Regions from separate parts of the Mus musculus genome. Here region 2 is linked to region 1. Evidence: chromatin contacts called from public promoter capture Hi-C data. All regions are on one chromosome and are shown on one strand. The core of a region is the stretch at or near the end of the contact, and the rest is flanking DNA. Distances in the headings are between cores, read along the strand shown. Region 1 holds the start of Adamtsl2 (ADAMTS-like 2). Region 2 holds the start of Snhg7 (small nucleolar RNA host gene 7).

Evidence for each region. Promoter capture Hi-C pulls out the DNA fragments that hold promoters and counts their contacts.
Region 2: a promoter capture Hi-C map of second pharyngeal arch cranial neural crest shows a contact between it and region 1, with 2.2 times the contacts expected there. The contact joins the promoter of Snhg7 here to the promoter of Adamtsl2 in region 1. A contact is called at or near these places in 10 of 39 promoter capture datasets (the 3T3-L1 cell line, 3T3-L1-derived adipocytes, the C10 cell line and 5 more), 1 of 15 datasets of contacts at CTCF or cohesin (large pre-B cells), 6 of 115 datasets of contacts at active chromatin or transcription factors (bone marrow-derived macrophages, craniofacial prominence, embryonic limb bud and 3 more) and 1 of 9 other capture datasets (embryonic stem cells).

Annotation. Positions count from the first base shown.
Region 1 is chr2:27,077,934-27,080,637 of GRCm38.p6, forward strand. Adamtsl2 (ADAMTS-like 2) reads left to right here and starts at 1,446. Exons shown (of 19, transcript NM_029981.2): 1 at 1,446-1,640.
Region 2 is chr2:26,638,973-26,641,718 of GRCm38.p6, forward strand. It overlaps Snhg7 (small nucleolar RNA host gene 7), which reads right to left and starts at 1,272. Exons shown (of 4, transcript NR_024068.2): 1 at 1,086-1,272; 2 at 458-499. Snora17 (small nucleolar RNA, H/ACA box 17) reads right to left here and starts at 349; the gene lies at 218-349.

The DNA of each region.
Region 1 (2,704 bases), core at 196-2,695:
GTCTGCCAGTGAGATCCTGTGCACATGTACATGCATGTGTGTGTGTGTGCTGTGTGTCAGGTTGTAGAATGTCTGTGCTTCTTCTTATTGGCCCCAGGGGGGCAGTGTGAGCCTGGATAAGGGTCATGGGAGGTCAGGGTGACAGAGAACAGAAGCTGAATACCTTAAGGTCAGTCACTACTGAACACCGGCAGAGTGAGAGCTGACCCTCTGCCCCCTGTCGCAGTCTAAGCTGGGAGAGCCAGCCAGCATCTTTGAAGAACCAGGCAGAAGGAGAGGGTGTGTGGCAGAGCAGCGCCGCAACCTGTATCTGTCACAACTTTGACTGGTGGCTTTAGCAGACCACTCCACTTCCCAGCCTCAGTTTCTCCTCGGTAAAGTACAGATGATGAAGATGCTTGTCACCTGACTCAAGCCTCACAGAGAGGCTGGGTGCTGATTGGTTTTTGCTGGTTGCTTTGTTCTTGGCTGCGGTCTGGTGGTCAGACACAAGACTTCCCCCAGGGTATCACTCTTAGCAGCCCAAAGAGGCAGCTGAAGAAGCTTATCATCTAGCACAGAGGGAGGGACAAGAGGGAGGGACAGAGAAAAGGAGAGGACTTCCAGTCCCCACTACAGGGACAGAGGCATGGATGAAATGGCTCAGCCAGCTTGTGGGATGTTGTTTCAGAATCACTTAGCATTTGAAGGTGCCTGTTTTCCAGGACGGGGTGCTTCAGAGAGCAGGAAATGTCAGAGCAGACATCTCATCATCCAAAGTCCTCTTGGATTCATAAGACTTCAGCTCTAGCTCAGCAGGGACAGAGCTCTTGAGTCCTGCTTGCTTGCCAATAGCTGCCCAGCTGCTGTGGGGTCCAGCCAAGCTGGTACCAAACATCTGCAGAATACCCCGTGCCGACGATCTTCCTAGACATCTGGTCGATAGGCTGTAGCCACCTCTTCCTCTCCCTGGAGCCATTGGTTGGTTGATCTCTGGATGTATCTCAGTTCCTCCGTTGTTCAGGTCTGTTTTCCAAGGACGGAGGGTGGCCTGCACCCGTGCAATGTCTGGACCTCTGTGTCTTCCCTGTGAACAGGAGCCGAAAGCCTGGACATCACATGGTTTCCAGCCTTCTCTGGAAGCTGAAGTTAGATGGGTGGGTCAAGGGGGCTCCGCTCCACCACTGCCAACCTCCCTCCACATGACCTCAGGCTAATTGATCCATTAGGGTCAGTCACTCTGGACCTAGGCAAGCCAGTCTCAGGCTCACTCACTGATCCTGGACTGTGGCAGCAGCAGCCAGCAGGCAGCTGGACAGCCTGGCCATACTCCAGAGGAGCAGAGCGGGTTAAAGTGTGCGCCCGGCCAGCCGCCAGCAGGCTGGGCGGGGGAGCAGCGGTGGGAAGTGTGAGTTCCTCCCCGTCTGCCTGACAGCTATAAAGGCAGCTGCGGCCACAGAGCAGCCACTGGGCTGAGAGCCCCTCCTGGGAACCCCCTCCCTTGAATGCTCTTTGAAGTGGGAGAGGGAGGCAGCTGGGGAAGCAGGACCAGAGACAGGCAGAGCCCGCACATCTCTGCACTCACCTTCCTGCACCGTGCACCTGGCAGTAGCTCTCACCCTTTTCTCTAAAAGGAGGACAACCTGCTGACCCTGGGTGAGGTAGGCCACTACATACTTGTCCCTGCTCATACTGTGGTCTTTGGGAGGTGTGAGATGTAGCTTATCCCAGACCAGCCAAGCTGTTCAGAATGGGGGCCGGGGGATGTCCCAGCCCCTGGTGAGGGTATTCAACCACAGAGAAAGGGGGGAACAACCTATGCCACACAGTGGCAGGGTGGTCCTGAGGCAACAACCTTGGTACTAGCAGTTGCTGTCTGGTCTGCAAAGCCATGCTGTGGTGGGCCTGTTGAAGGTTTTGGACCCTAGGGAGAGATGGATCCTGTTTGAGCTGGACTTGGCTGGAATCCAGCAGTGTCTGGGAGCCTTAATGAAAACCAAGTGTGAGGCTGACTGGGCACCTGTCTTTGGCAGCAGCAGGGACTGGGGAGCCATGGAGGCTAATGGGACTGTGTGAGATGGGGACTCTGTGCTGGAGTGAAAATAGGGACTCAGATGGAGACCTTCAGTGTCGGGGGTGGGTGGACGTAAGGGTGATGCTGACCAAGCTCCTGGACACCTGCAGGAGAAGGAGGGAGGGAGGGAGAAAAAAAGGGAGAGGGAGAAGGACAGAAGGACAGTAGGACAGTAGGACAGTTGGTATCAGGGCTTCGAGGGTGCTGACCATTTCCAGACTTTCTTCCCCTGGAATTGCTGGGTGCGACTGAGTCCCTAAGTTTGCTCTGTGGTGTGTGTGTGTGTGTGTGGTGGGGGAGGGGGCAGTAGGCTACCTTGTTGTGTGGCTTTGGGCAAGCTGCCTCTTTTTTCTGAAGCCCATTGTCTAACTCACCAGCAGATGACACCCACCTGGGACAAGCTACATTAGCTTCCTTTCTAGGACAGGGTTTAAATTGAGGTGCGCAGCAGCCATTCTGAGAGTTGGAGCAGCAAGGCTGGAAGCTCTCTTGATTTGATTCACCGTAACCCTTGGTGGGTGTTTGGGTTTGAGGGGCTGTTTTGTTGGAAGGGAATCAGGAGCCAGGTGCAGGCTGTACCTCCTTCTGCCCCTCCTCCATATCTCTGTTCTCTCAAGAGAGAAGGGCCCTGAGACAAAGTTTGGAGCTAAG
Region 2 (2,746 bases), core at 22-2,521, 440 kb before region 1:
TTTTTGAGACAGTCTCTTGACCCAAGCTGGTGGATAAGAGAAACATGTGCCACAACGCTGTGTCCCAGGACCTGGTTTCATGATTTCCAACAGATCAATTTCTCTGTAAACTTCCTCTTTACACACCAGCCCCTCTATTTGGTTTATGCAGAGCCATCAAATGACCTAAGCCAGTCAAAAACTAGGAGGGACAATCCCACCTCCAGCTTTCAGGAGTGTTGTCAGGCTACAAATCATTCAGACGTTCACAGGGCAGAACACTGAGCGTAGACATAGCCTCTTTTCTCTCTGCCACCTACTGACGCACATGTGACACAGCAGCCACACCTGCAACGCCTCTAGGAGCAGGGTGTCGATGAAGCAAGTGCTGGGTGCCACACCGTGACTGTTAATGCGAATCTTAGTAACTTTGAGTCAACTCACCTAATAGCCCAACTCACCTAATAGCCCAACTCACCTAATAGCCCAACAGGCGCTTTCTTTCTGGCAGGCAAGCTTCCTAGGGAAAGGAAAGGAAGAAAGCATTCTGCACACACCCTATCAGGATCACTTTGGGGGACTGCACTAGACTTGTATTTTATTCCTATTCCAATGGGTCCACATGGCTTGTCCTTGCTAAGGCTTTTTTTTTTTTTTTTTTTTTTGGTTTGGTTTTTCGAGACAGGGTTTCTCTGTATAGCCTTGGCTGTCCTGGAACTCACTTTGTAGACCAGGCTGGCCTCGAACTCAGAAATCCGCCTGTCTCTGCCTCCCGAGTGCTGGGATTAAAGGCGTGCGCCACCACGCCCGGCTAGGCTTTTTACAAATAAAACCCCTTTTTCTTTCTCTCCAACTCAGCGGCATTACACTAGACAGAGTACTGTCTCACATCTGAGTTATCTCAAGTTGGTATTCAGCATGCAGCAAATATAGACAGAGTCTTTCCCTGGTGCTCCTTAGCCCTACGAAAGGGAGACCGGTCTGGAGCCCCAACCAGGGGCTTCTGCGTTGTACTAGTCCAGACAGGAGCCTCGGCTTTCCTTCTCGGGACTTCTGGGGGCAGTCCACCCGGCCCTCGGGCACATCGTGAACGCCCTTCCCCTTACCACGCGGTTAGCCTGCTGCACATATTAGGGCGACTAAACTCTCAGAAGGAAAGCACGGTACATCTTCGTTACGATCGTCAGGAGACGCAGTCTTCCCGGTAGCCGGCCAAGGGTATATAGGGTCATCCGCGGCGTCCCAACGGTAACAATGGCGATACAAACATAGAGCCGCCATGGCTGCCGAGAGGCCGAGCATCTCCACGCCACGTCCTTTATAGTACTGACTACGGCAGCCCGCGAGGGACTTTCACTGTCCTCCGAGTGCCGCGCCCTCTAGTGGCTCCTTCGCTCCTCGCCGGCGCTTCTCATAGCCCAGTCGGTTAGAGGCTCATGGGACTCTGTACTGCTTGATCCTAGATCCTGCCTTTCCAAGCAGAACTCAGAGACTTATTTCGAGTGTTACCAAGCTCACAGGACTTTTCAAACGACCCATGAAGTCCTGCGCCTTCTTACGAAACTCCTCGTTTTTGGTGGGGGCAGCCTTGCTCTCCCTGTTCTTAGTGATACTAAAGCTTCCACGCAAAGAGGAAAGGCCAGCTCTGACGAACCAGAATTTAGGAGGCAAGGAGGTGACCAGTTGTTTCCTCTTTTACAAGGACGCTTTGGGGATGAGTCAGGAGGGAGCTCCAGGGAGTTCATGGATTCCAGATGTTTCTAACTAGCCCCGCCTGTGGGGTTGTCTGTGGATCTGAGGCACACAGCAGCTTTTAGAAGGTTGGCTGTCCTCTGCTTCAGGACAGTGCTGGAAGACAAATAATACACTCTGACTACTTGCTGTGTTGTGTCCCGCACAAGTACAGATTTGTCTTTTAAGTCCTGAAACTGATGAGGGCTCCCAGGTGATGGGGTGAATTGTGGGCCTGGGGACACACCATTGAGCACTCTTCTTTTACTGGTGGGCCAGCCCAGCCACACTTGTTAATAGTCCCAAGTTCTTGAACCCTTATATTGCCTGCCTGTCTGCCTTCCCACCTCCCTCTCTCCCTTCCTCCTTCCTGTTTTTTGATACGATGTCTCATATAGCCTAGGCTTCAAACTTGCTATGTAGTTGAAGATAAGTTGAACTTCTGATCCTCCTGCCCCTAACTTCTAACAACTAGATTTTGAGGGGTGAACTGTTATGCGTGGCCCAAAGCCTTGAAACTGGAGTTACAGATGGTTTTGAGTCGTCATGTGGATGCTAGAAATCAAACCTGGTTCACTAAGGAGCGGGCTCTTATCTTAGCCTCACGACTTGTTACCAGTCACTTTTTGTCTTAGTGATCTGTCTTAATTTCCTTTTCTGTAGCTGTGATAAAATACCAAGACAGAAGCAGGTTAAGCAGAAAGTGTTTGGGCTGCAGTTTGAGGTTGCAGTTTAGCATGACAGGGAAGTAACAGCAGTAGGCTTGAAGCAACTGGCCCACATGGCAGGTCAAGGATTAGAGAGTGATGAATGCTGGTCCTCAGATAACCCCTTCTATACTCCAGGATCCGAGCTAGGCCAGAGAATGGTGCCACACAGAAGGAGTTGGTCTTTCCATCTCAATTAACCTAATCAAGATAAGCCCTCCCGTACACCCAGAGGTTCACCTCATGGGTGATTTTAGATCTTATCAAATTGCAAATTGAGATGAACAGTCCCGATCCCTGACCAAAGCAACTTAAAGAAGGAAGAAATA